Regions from separate parts of the Arachis hypogaea genome. Here region 1 is linked to region 2. Evidence: chromatin contacts called from public Hi-C data. All regions are on one chromosome and are shown on one strand. Each heading gives the region's core, a stretch centred on a gene start, on an enhancer-like site or on the middle of the called end of the contact. The rest is flanking DNA. Distances are from core to core; before and after follow the strand shown. Region 1 has its middle 10 kb from the start of LOC112795689. Region 2 overlaps LOC140184518.

What was found. A called contact is a pair of places that touch in the nucleus more often than the background predicts.
Region 1: a Hi-C map of an unstated tissue shows a contact between it and region 2, with 2.8 times the contacts expected there. The contact joins two enhancer-like sites. A contact is called at or near these places in 3 of 8 Hi-C or Micro-C datasets (leaf and an unstated tissue).

What each region holds. Positions count from the first base shown.
Region 1 is chr4:2,315,955-2,321,812 of arahy.Tifrunner.gnm2.J5K5, forward strand. No RefSeq gene overlaps it. Among protein-coding and RNA genes, the nearest start is that of LOC112795689, 10 kb to the right of the region's middle. Within about 2 kb of position 1,832, at least 2 of the 3 cell types and tissues checked have open chromatin away from gene starts, as enhancers often do.
Region 2 is chr4:2,256,246-2,262,595 of arahy.Tifrunner.gnm2.J5K5, forward strand. LOC140184518 reads left to right here. Exons shown (of 12, transcript XM_072236284.1): 8 at 2,897-3,165; 9 at 3,260-3,390; 10 at 3,475-3,744; 11 at 3,837-3,943; 12 at 4,025-4,593. Among protein-coding and RNA genes, the nearest start is that of LOC140184518, 18 kb to the left of the region's middle. Within about 2 kb of position 3,041, at least 2 of the 3 cell types and tissues checked have open chromatin away from gene starts, as enhancers often do.

The DNA.
Region 1 (5,858 bases), core at 582-3,081, 58 kb after region 2:
TACAATATTCTAGTATTTTAAGTTTTTTTTTTGTTTAGTAAAACTTGTTTATGATCATCTATCAAGATCACTTGAATATAAAATGTTAGGCTTTCTTTTTTATGGTATTTTTTAATTTTACAGTCCAAAATCTAATCTTTATAGAATGTTATTTTTAGTCTATACATCTATTTTTCTTTTTTTTTTAAATAAGATATTAATTACTATATGTATTGTATCATGAGGTGTTTTTAAATTATGATAAGGTAAAAATTTAGGTGCAATCGATTTCACGTGAAGTTGATAGTCGAAAGTTATTAGATAAAAATTTAGTTAAATCAGTCAAATCATCTAACAGTTTTCGATTATAATTTTACATAAAATTGATTGCATACACCTAAATTTTCACCTTATGATAAGGAATCACAAGTGCAGCTGCAATTAACATTATATTGTTGGTGTCTTATCCACGTCATCATCAATGAGTATACAATTGTTATAGGTGGATACTACAATGAAGATGGCAAAAATATCTTCATATGAGTATATTTCTTTTTGACCTTTGGATGATGGATTGTATGGTTAGATTTTGATATTTATAAATGTGTTGTTTTTGTTTAAAGTGTGGCTAAATAAATAAACCACACTTTTAACTAAAGCATCTTCATGAGAAGATATTTTTGCCATCTTCATTGTAGTATCCACCTATACTATGCATTAATGCATAACTTTTACAAGTGTAACAAAAATTGAAACCAAGACAAAGTAAAGTATTGGATAAACTTCAAGTGTAGTCCCCCACCACTTTATTATCTAAAAAGAGTGAACATCATATATATGAGTTTCTATAAAGAGATTTTTTTGCTTGAAAGTTACTTTTAAATTCAGCTTGTTTATGACATGTATAATTGGTATGATGGAGTCTAGATATAGAGGATAAAAAAAAACCACGTTATATGACAACAAAATTTATCATTTTTTGTTAATAATTAGTTAATATTCTAAACATTAAGTATTAAATTCTAAACCATATATAATAATATAAAATGTTAACTAATATTGATAAAAAAATATTAATGCTCTACTATTTCTCTAAACAAAATGTTATCTTATTACGAGATCATTCATTCGAACAAAAGAAATAGCTCCAGATAATTATTAGTAGATGTTACATCAATTATATATACAAATTAATTACCAATTAATTTTATGTATAATCAATTTTCATAAATAACATAATTAAAATACGAATAGTAGTAGAATAAAAACATTAATTGGTAGTAATTTATTTTTGTATTTTATAAAAAAATAATGGGTGAAAACTCAGGTGTAATCGACTTCACGTGAAGTTAATACTTGAGAGCCATTAGATGATTTGACTGATTTCACTAAATTTTCATCTAACGGCTCTCAAATATCAACTTCACGTTAAGTCGACTTCATCTGAATTTTCACAAAAAAATGTGATTATTTAACTATAAAAATATTTAATTATCGAACTATGAAAATATCATTATTATACTATGAAAGTTTAATTATATTTGTAATTGATGGTTATTATTCTAATTAAATATTATATGAAACTGATTTAGTAAGTAATTTATATGCTTATATAGAATATTTTAGATATTGCATGTCCCTTTTCATTTTACATGCATGTTAATGTCTTGTGGGTTTATAAGATATATTAGTAGTAAAGAGTCATATGGGTTTTGATGTTGATGTAAGTGGAGGATTTTGAGGGACAAAGACACTCCAACTACCACGTTGTGTGAGTGTAAACATAGTGAAGCAAAATGAAGTTAAAGCTTATTAGCTTTTGTTGTCATTAGGGTACATAAGCACATGGTTCCGAAAAAGGGTTACATTACATCTCACTTATAATTAATTTCTATACCCTAGAGTCTAGACAAGATATATCATACTGTTTGACCCATTTTGTTTCATTAATTTATGGATTATATTAAATGCTCACCGACACTTAGTAGGCCTTCCTTCTCACCAATACCACTTTTATTTTTAGTTTTTCCTATAAATTCTTCTAATTTAAATACTTCAATTTTTTCCTCAAAGAACAAAAAAACAGTTAAAAAAATGTAATTCAATATTACATGAATTATCCAAAATAAAAAATGTTATTTGGATATTCTCATGTATATATCAAATTATACATTTTAGTAGTAAATCGAATTAATGTGTATCAAATTATATGGAGCAATACATTTAAACATAAATCGAATTAATATAATTTAAATTAGCTATTATGACATTCCATCGAATATAGTTTATTCGATTTATTACTGCACAACACATATATAGTAAATCAAATCAAATTGATTCAATCTTTTTTTAGTATAAAATATTTCGATGATGTTATATGACTCAATCATTTTGATAACCAAAGTTCATTCAAATTGATCCGATAGTTAAAAAATTGATAGATCAAAATTTTAGTTAGAAAAAAAAAAGACTTAGTTAAACTTAGTTATAATAACAATTTGTTCACTTAACATTTATCAAATCTTTTTCCGTAAGCATCACTTGGGTCTACAAATATTTTCTAACATTAGTAGCCTAATCAATGATAAACATATTGATGCTTTATTTAATACAAAAAGAAAAGATTAATTTTTTGGGGCGTACTCAATTAAATTCATCTTCCCAATTTTAGTTATTTTTTCTAGTGATCAAATTAATGATTCTGATATTACTATTTTTATATATTTTCAAAGAGGTAAAATGTCTGTACACTCACTTCATAGTTAAAAATCATGTTGGAGGATCTGTTGTAAGAATTTAAAGGTCATACAAAGTGAATAATCATAGTCCAAGGTATTTTTCAAGATTTTTCCAGGTAATTATTCTTAGAATTTATTTTATGTTGACTCTAATCTGGATAGAAACTAGACTTTCAAATGATATACTAGATTTTTGGAGATTTATCCTCTCTTTTGAAACTTCTATGTATATATTTAAAATCTAAAGTTGATAAATTTCTTTTACTTTAATTTTTGCAAAAATAATACAGTCATCATCGGTAAATAAGAGATAGGTTATATATTATAGGCAAGCAATTTTAATACTAGATATTAATTTTTCTTTTTCCTCTTTTTTTATTAGAAAAAGTATAGGTAGATAATAAGAATATTAAATAATGTGAATAATGAATATGTTGGATGTTCAATTCAATAGGTATGCAGATAATTATGTTCATTATTTTTATTTGGATGATTATTTCTTTTGATTCGATTTACTCATACACAATTAATAATGGCTGAATGTTTAATTAACTAGGTATACAGATAGTTATCCTAATATTAAAATTTAAAAAATAATTTAAAAATAGAATATTTTTTTACTTTATTGAATCAATTTTAGAACCTATTATTTATCTTGTTTAAAAAAAATCATTGTTTATCTAACAAAATTCTTCATTAAAATAGTAAAACTTTAAGAGCAATAATAAAAATGTAAGTGGGTAGAGGATATTCTTATCTTAATCCTCTCTACGGCTTTTTCTTTAGATAAGATTTTCACTGATTCTAACTCTGAAGTTGGTATAATACCACGCTCTTAAAAATTGTTTAACATATAAAATTATCTAAAAAATGAATCAATTTGTTCTAAAATTATAAAAAATATCAACTAAGTCTCTCATTCTTAAAAACATAAATCTTGTTAATCTCTTATTAAACTTTTGTCTCACAACAACCATTCTTATACTAATGTTGACAATGAAATGTCACGCTGGCGCAATAATAAATAAATAGTTATCTTGTAAACATTTTAGTAGTCAATTTGATATCCAAATTTTGTTAATTTGACTTAATTAATGTTTATACAAAATAAGAACTTTGGTTATTTAATACAAGCACATTTCTCATTCTCAAACTATATTTTGTAATTCATGTTAAAATAAAACTTTAGAAACTAACCAAAAGATAACAAAATTATTGATGAGTAAACTACCAATACATCTAAAAGATTCATATACGGACAAAAATAACATCAAACGATAAAAATGACAAAAAAATTTAAAGTGTTAGCAAAATGATCGATCGTCAAGTAGTTATGTTTCTATTAATAGAAAAGGGTAATGTGGCACCATATAAGGTGGTCACAAAAGCATTTATGTTATCCATGTCAGCCATTTTGTGAACAAAAATACAATTATTAAATGTTTGGTTACTTTTGTGTAGGGATGTTCATGGATAGGATTTGATTCGCACATCTACGGTATTTATTTGAATCTGATCTGAAAAGTGCGGATATGAATCTGATCCGTAAGGCTATCAGATCAGATTCGCACACTAAGAGAATCGGATCGCGGATTTTGTGTAGGTATCCGCACATCCACGTATCCGTAAAAATAAAAAAATAAATAAGTAAATATTTTTTTTATATTTTATTTCAAATAATAATTATCATATATGTTATATTATTTTAATTTATTTTTTAAAAAAATTATGTTTAATATTATTTTAAGAGTAAACATATTTAAAAGAATAAAAAAATAAATTTTATTGATATTTTTTAATAAAAATAACTTTTTATAAATATTTTTTAGTTTTGCAGATATATCTGCTATCCGATCCAATCCGCAAATGTGCGGATCAGAACGGATCGGATCCAAACTTAAAACCTGCAGATATTGGATCCAATCCGATGATTTTAGTGCGGATTGAATCCAAATTTTAGTTATATCCAATCCGCGTTCACCCCTACTTTTGTAAAATTGTTTAAGCTTTGTGAGTTTTTTTTTTCCTTTTTACCTTTTAAAAATATTTTTGTTAGCAACTCAGTTTTTTTGACATAATTTTAATAGTTTACTCCCATTTCATAATGACCTAGCTATTCTCATACAATAATCAAGCAATTTAAGAGACTAACCATGCTACTTAAATTAAAAAAAAAATCATTCATCAATAAGCTATTGTATAGGACTACATATTTGTTATTCATAAAAAAAAAAGTTTATTAGGTTGTTGTTTGATTATTTACTTTGTTAGTAAAATGTGTGAAGTAACGTATATAAATATATACAAATATGTAGTAATTAATTTTTTGTATTTACAAAACTTTTTTTTTAATTACGTCATTGAGGAAAAAATAGAAAAGAGTTTTCCATTAAAGCCTCTAAAGATGATAGACCATAAAATGTTCAAAACTCTTTCCCAAGTATATATCTTAACTTGGGAGGAACCATTAGCAGAAGGGATATGGTGTTAATATTGGCTTTAGTCATAGAAAGCTATAATACCATGTAAAAGTTCTATCAAAATGTTTGAAAAGAAGGCTAATTTGGTAGATAATTAAATCAAGAATATTTAAGAATAGTATAAATATAATATGTTAAAACATTGAAAAAATTTAAAATTAAATTGAATTGGAACTAGAAATTAAGTTACACCATAAATTAAAAGATCGTAGAAACTACAAGAATGCAAGTTTTTTAGTAAAAGATAACACAACATTTACGAAGAATGAAAAATCATGAATTAAAAATTTTAAGTTAATGATTAAAGAATTTGAAGTAAAAATTGAATAAAGAATTTGACCCGTTAAAATTTTTATTTATTTTTTGAATTATTACCATTAGTGTTTAGTTATTATAAGAATTATTATTTTATTATAAAAGTTTGCTTACATAAAAGTTTCATATGTATGGCATTAATTATCTCTACACGAATCAAGATGTTTAATGTTTGTTTCAAAATTTTTTTATTATATTCTCATAATTGTTGATAAGTTTGAGAAATAAAAAATATAATATCGTCAATAACAACCTGGTCCAGTCAATAGCATCGTCGATTGAACAAATTTTGCATCACCAAGCAGCAGGAGTCCCAGCTTGATCTGTCTCATGCGTCTTCGTCTTT
Region 2 (6,350 bases), core at 1,791-4,290:
CTATTTGAGAAGCTTTGAAAATAGTCCTAGGTATTACACACTCTTTAACTTCTTTACTACAATGTTAACCCTTAGCACAACCTGTTGAGTGATATATTAATCTAACGTTATTTGCTTGCATCAGATGTTAGAAACCATCCCGTGCTAATTCATTCATTGTAAACGAGGGAAAGTAATTTGATAATTATGGTCTCAAATGAGGTCAACGGGACTTCTCCGGAGATATTTTTAAGTTTACAACTATTTGAAACTTGTACTATTTGTTGTAATTTGTGTTTGAGTGGCATGTTTTAATTTGTTTTGCTAATTTTAAACATGTTTTAATTTGCTTCTCCTCTCGTATAAAGATCCTAAAGTATGAGCTGGTAATTTGCTTTTATATCTATAGTATTTAATATCATAAAAAAAATTTTATTATAATTTTTCAGTTTTAATACTATACTTTTTTATTGTGTATTATTTGCAGATTTAGCATATGAGACAAGTCAAGCATGGATATAAAATATGCAAGTAAATTGATATTTTTTTGATAAATATTACTTACTATTTTGTTATGACAATTATTGTTAGACAAGAATTTTGTTATTTTGTTGAGAATTATTGATGAACATGTATTTCAAATACTAATTAAACCTTTTAATATCTATTTTAATTAGAATTTTATTATTAGTTATTTTGTCTCTTTTATAAATTTTATTTTTAGTTATTTTGTCTCTTATTTATTAAATAATTTATTTTTGTGTATTTTTATTAAAAAGTAACTTTTATTTTTACCAAAGAGGCAACCCTTCTATTAATTGCATATTTTGAATATTAGACAACAATTGTATGGTTGCAAATCCAAAAAAAAAACAACACTTGTATAGGTTGCATATTCAAAAGAAAAGGCAACACTTGTATAGGTTGCATATCCAAAAGAAAATGCAATGCTTTAAAGGGTTGCATATTCATAACTAATGGACAACACTTTAAAGTATTGCGAATTCAAACTTATAAGCAACACGTAAAAGGGTTGCATTTTATTGCAAATAAGCAATACTTTTTAGAGTGGCCAAAATATAAGAGAAAAGACAACACTGAAAAAGTGTTGTCTCAAACACACCTTTGAAGTGTTGTTGTTTTTCAACCAAAGGCAACACTTACCAAGCGTTGTTCTCAAAAGCGTTGCTTTTAAAACAAAAAAGTGTTGCCTTGATCTAAGACAACGGCTGCATATGCAACGCCGCCCAAAAACGTTGTCTTAGATTCAAAAGTGTTGCCATAGATCAAAAGTAACTTTTTATCAGCTTTTAAGCAACACTTTTTAAATGTTGCCTCAACTTTAAAATATGTAGTGTATTTAACAAAAACAATTGTATGTAGTTACAGTATTATTCCAGCCTCTACCACGACCCACTCAGGATTAATCTTGAAAGTAACCTTAAATATGAAGGGATATAATAGGGATAACTCTTTGTCCAAATTGAAAGATGGTTTCCATTATTACTAATAGATTAGATTACAGTAAATAAATGTTATGTATGGATACACTTTAAATATTCTAAAGGCCCTAGTTAGTTTTCAGATATATTAAACATAGGAACTATCTCATATTTTGTTTGTAAATCTAGTATAAGATGAAATAAAATTTTAAACATTCTAATTTGCATTATTGCTCAACACGTTCTAACTCGTTGAATATGATGAGTGTTCTTTGAAGATTTTAAAGGTAGCGTTTAGAAGAGAGATTGAAACTGAGAGATTAAATAGAGAAATAGAGATTAAGAAATTGAGACTGAAATAAATTTTAGTATTGTGTTTGGTGTAAAGTAGGAGATAAAAACTAAAATAAGAATAAAATTCTAATTTAATTTAAAAAAAGATAAAATTGAAATTAATTAATTGAAATGAGGATATTTTAAGTATAAAAAATATTATTAAAGTTTCAGTATCTATTTTCAAAAATTTTGGTTGCATGTGTTCATACTTTTTTTAAAGTACTAAAATATTAAAATTTTAGAAACAGAACTGAAATTTTAGTAACAATTTCTAGACCAACAAATATGCTACCAATAAAGTGTCTTGTATCTAGTTCCTCAGATTTTAGAATTAAGCTAATGTTATTTATGAGATTATTGATACATAATTCAGACTTACATTCTGATATATATTTGAGAATTAAAAATATTCTTCTTAAATCTTATTCAAATTTGATTTACAATTACTTACTTAAAAATATATTATTTAGTATATTAGAAACTTAGCAAATTGCTAGAAGTGAATTTATGAAATTTTAAGATTTTTAAATTTATTATTTGTTGATTCTCAAAATTCAAACTGAAATATAGAACAAACAATCTCCTCCTTTTTTATGATGACAAACAAAATATAAATCTAATAATTTTATTTATTCTAAAAAATAATATCCAATATATAAGATTAAATCTATATGAGAGTAACAATATTGAAAATATTTCAGGGCAACAACATAATATCATATGTTCTTAGAAATATATCTAATATAATTCAGAGATATGCGTTATCCAAAGTGTATTAGATCAAACCTTTTTGTTTCATAATATCATTCTTACTCAGATCTATATTTTCGTTAACTTCAAAGATATGTATTATATAGATGTATCAGGATAGAAAAGTATATAACATATGTCAGGATATAAACCAAATATTTATAACACTTTGCCTAACCGATAGAATTTGAGCAGAAATACTCTCTCATTGATTCACACACTTTTGCTATCAGATTTATATATTGTTTAGAAATAAATACAAGATAGAGAAATGTGCATGAGTTGTAAATATGAATGCAACAAAAATAATGACATGTAGGATACGAGAATGACATTACTAGAAATGCGCTCAATACTGTTGGAATGACTACATTTGTTATGCTTGTAAGGCTACAGCAGACACAAGTTTTAGGAGATCAGACGAGTCTTTCATTATAGTCTCGAACTCCAATTATTGGGGTCCTGTAGCTATTGTTCAACCTCGATCTGAGACAGAGTGGACTCCTCCACTGCCTCCACCTCCTCAGCAAATCCTGACATCCACGCCACCTCCTATGGCCTATTCTATAGCAATACCAGCTTCCTCCCACGTATCCTAGCCAGATCCCGCACTACCGCAGGTTACTAAGACGTTGATTTGATCTGATGACATGATTAGGTAAAAAATAAACTTCATTAATTCGTATATATTATTTATATTTGGTTCTCTTTTAATGTATGTTTTTTACTAAGTATAAATTATCCCATCTTAGGTTTGCACCGATTAATAATGCTTGTATACAAGAGTGTGTATAAATGTTATCAAGTTGCTTTATGACCATCCTTGACCCAGTTACAAGAAGGTTCTCCTAAAGTCAGAAAGAGATGGTTTGACTAGTGGGCTGTAAGTTAGTTATTTAACATTAATTATATTTCACTTATAATTTTATGACATCACTTTTTAACCATCTATCATTTCATTGTGTAGAAGAAACTTACGTGGATGAGGCCCACAACCATATGATAAAGAAGACCATCCATCACTGCAGGACAAAAGTGTTTTTAGTAGATGTTAGAGGACGTGCAATGAGGAGGAACCACCTGATACAGTGGCTTCGACCTGACATTAAGAAGGCGGATGTATGTATAATGGGAGATAGATGAAGGTTTCAAACATCGTCAAGCCACGAATAAGGTTCACAGGGCATTGAGGTACACAACGGGTTCGGCCACGATTATAAAGACAAAGGCTAAAATGGTATAACTTTTTTAAATATGCTTAGCTACTTTTATTTTGTTTCTTTAATTAATTGTCACTTGTTTTAATATGCTTATCTAATATGTGCAAAGAAAGTTATTGCATCATCCTGTTTGATGCTGGAGGTTTTCAAGCACACCGACACGCTCAAGGAGAACAAAGAGAGGTTACCTGATCAGTGATCTGTGGACTTTTTTTTGTAAGTAATCGACTTTTTATAGAATTTAATAGCATACTATCATATGACCTCTTATATTGGCATTCACATTAAATATTATAGGATTTATACATCGATAACTTAGAGGTTGCGACATAGCAATCTCAGCAGACATAGACAATGGCAACCCCTCGAGAGAATTCGTGGTGGATCCTGATGTTGTGTGATGTCAGACCGCATCTGAGCCATAAAAGAACCACATCTTTGGAGTAAGGTCATTCTTCACCAGAAACCTGCGCAAAGTCCACCTTCAGGGCTTCCTCCACCTTGGCCACTAGCCCTGTAGATCCGCAGGACGTAAATTTGTGTGAGCAGACAGCTACCTACTAAGAGCATATATACGCGGAAGACAGTGGCGCTAGAGGCGGCTCCTTCTCATCTACATTTGCACCATCTCAGACATCGCAGCACCTATTACAGCGTTGCCGCATTAGGACCAGCAGCGAAACCATCTGGAAGAGGAAGATGACAATGATTATGAGGACCTATAGAATTTAGTGTTTTTTTTTTGTATAGTTTCATATTATTATCTGTTATTTCATTTACAGTATTACTTATTTTGTTATTAGCAGTTGTTATTTCAGGTTATATATTATTTTTTTATTTTAATGAAACAAATTCATTTTCATTAATCTTTATTTTGGTTTAATCAGGTTATAATGATAGTAATCATAGATAAAAATATTAAATAAAAAATAATTTTTTTATTAAAAATATTACTATTAGATTTTGCATGGGATAATAAATCCGACGGCATATTTAATTTTTTTAATTTTATTTTTCTTGAATAATATTACTATTGGAATTTTGGACGAAAATTTTCGGCAATAATTAGGGTACAAAAACAATGAAAATGTCGCCAACGTTATTATTGGATTTTTTTAATGGTAAATACAAATCAAACTAGTCATTCTATAAATAATTACAGTCAGAATAAGCCGATCGTAATTAGCATCGAAAACCAAAAGTTCGTTAGTAATCATTTACTAATGATGTTTATACCATCAGAATTCGTTTGACGGTAATAATATTATTATTATCGAATTTTTTAAAGGATTTTACCAATAATTCCGACGGTTTTAAACATATTTTTATAGTAAAAAAAATATAGTTTCAATTACTTTTAAATAAACAAAGAAATATGAAACAACAACAATATTTACAACACAAAAAATAAAAATAATTTATGATATAAAACAATAGAACTATCTTTGTTTTAAGAAACAAACTATGTTATATATATATATATATGTATACATGAGTGCAGATTAAAACAAAATAAAAAAATAAAATAAAAAAAAATTGGACGAAATGTGTTTGAAAATTGCAATTTTTAAATTTTATATTTTTTTTGCAGTGTTCATTTTCTTTTGTTAAAAAAAAAAATTTAATCGCGTAGATAGCTTGTCCAACCGTTAAATGTCATAGATTTGGCGACGCGGGTTTGACGAATGTAAAATCTTAATCCGATCTATTTTTTTTGTTGGGTTTGATAAGTCCGTGAATACATTCCATTGATATTTTAATAAATATCTGAAAAAGTGTCTGACAACAAAAAATCAATGCATCAAATTAAATGATAAGACTTTGAGTTCTTTCGCCATGACAGATAATGTTTTCAGTGATGACTACTCTTCAAATATTTTGTAACTCTTTATGTTTGTGCTCTTATTAAGAGCTGTCCGACTAAAAAGAACTACCCACCATAGAGAGTTTTGAAAAACGACAGAAAATCTAGTTAAGTGCCACTAAATGGAGCCGTTGGAATGTTAATAATTAAACAGGGATGGTATAAAACTGGATAAGACTCTCACTCTAACAACAAACTTTTATGGTAATAATTCCCTCAAGATCTTATAACTCATTACAGAATAAATCGTAAACTGCACATTTTAGAGTAAATTATGGATGCAATAGTTAACTAGTACTGCGATAAACTCTTGATGTACATAGCGATAAACTAGCAATGCGTACATAATAGAAGAAAATTTGTACTATATAATATCAAACACATACTATATCTGTTAATGTGTATCTTGGTTGTAGAGCAAACAAACGCGGTTTTTCTGTATTAAAATTTTTTTTTTGTTGTCCACGGCATCCCCCAATCCGACAGGTTAAGAACTAATACGTCGTGGATAGGAGCTTCATTTAAGGGTTTGCGGCTGGTTTATGGATTGCTGCATGCACAAGGCAGCTTGTTTAAGTGGACGAGTGAGCTGACCACTCGACCAACTCAAATTGGTTGATTTCACGTGAAGTTGATACTTAAAAGCTGTTAGATAAAAATTTAGTCAAATCATCTAACGACTCTGAGATATCAAATTCACATAAAGTTCCTTATAAATAGAAAGTAAATAAAAAAAGGTAGAATAAACAAAGAAGGAAA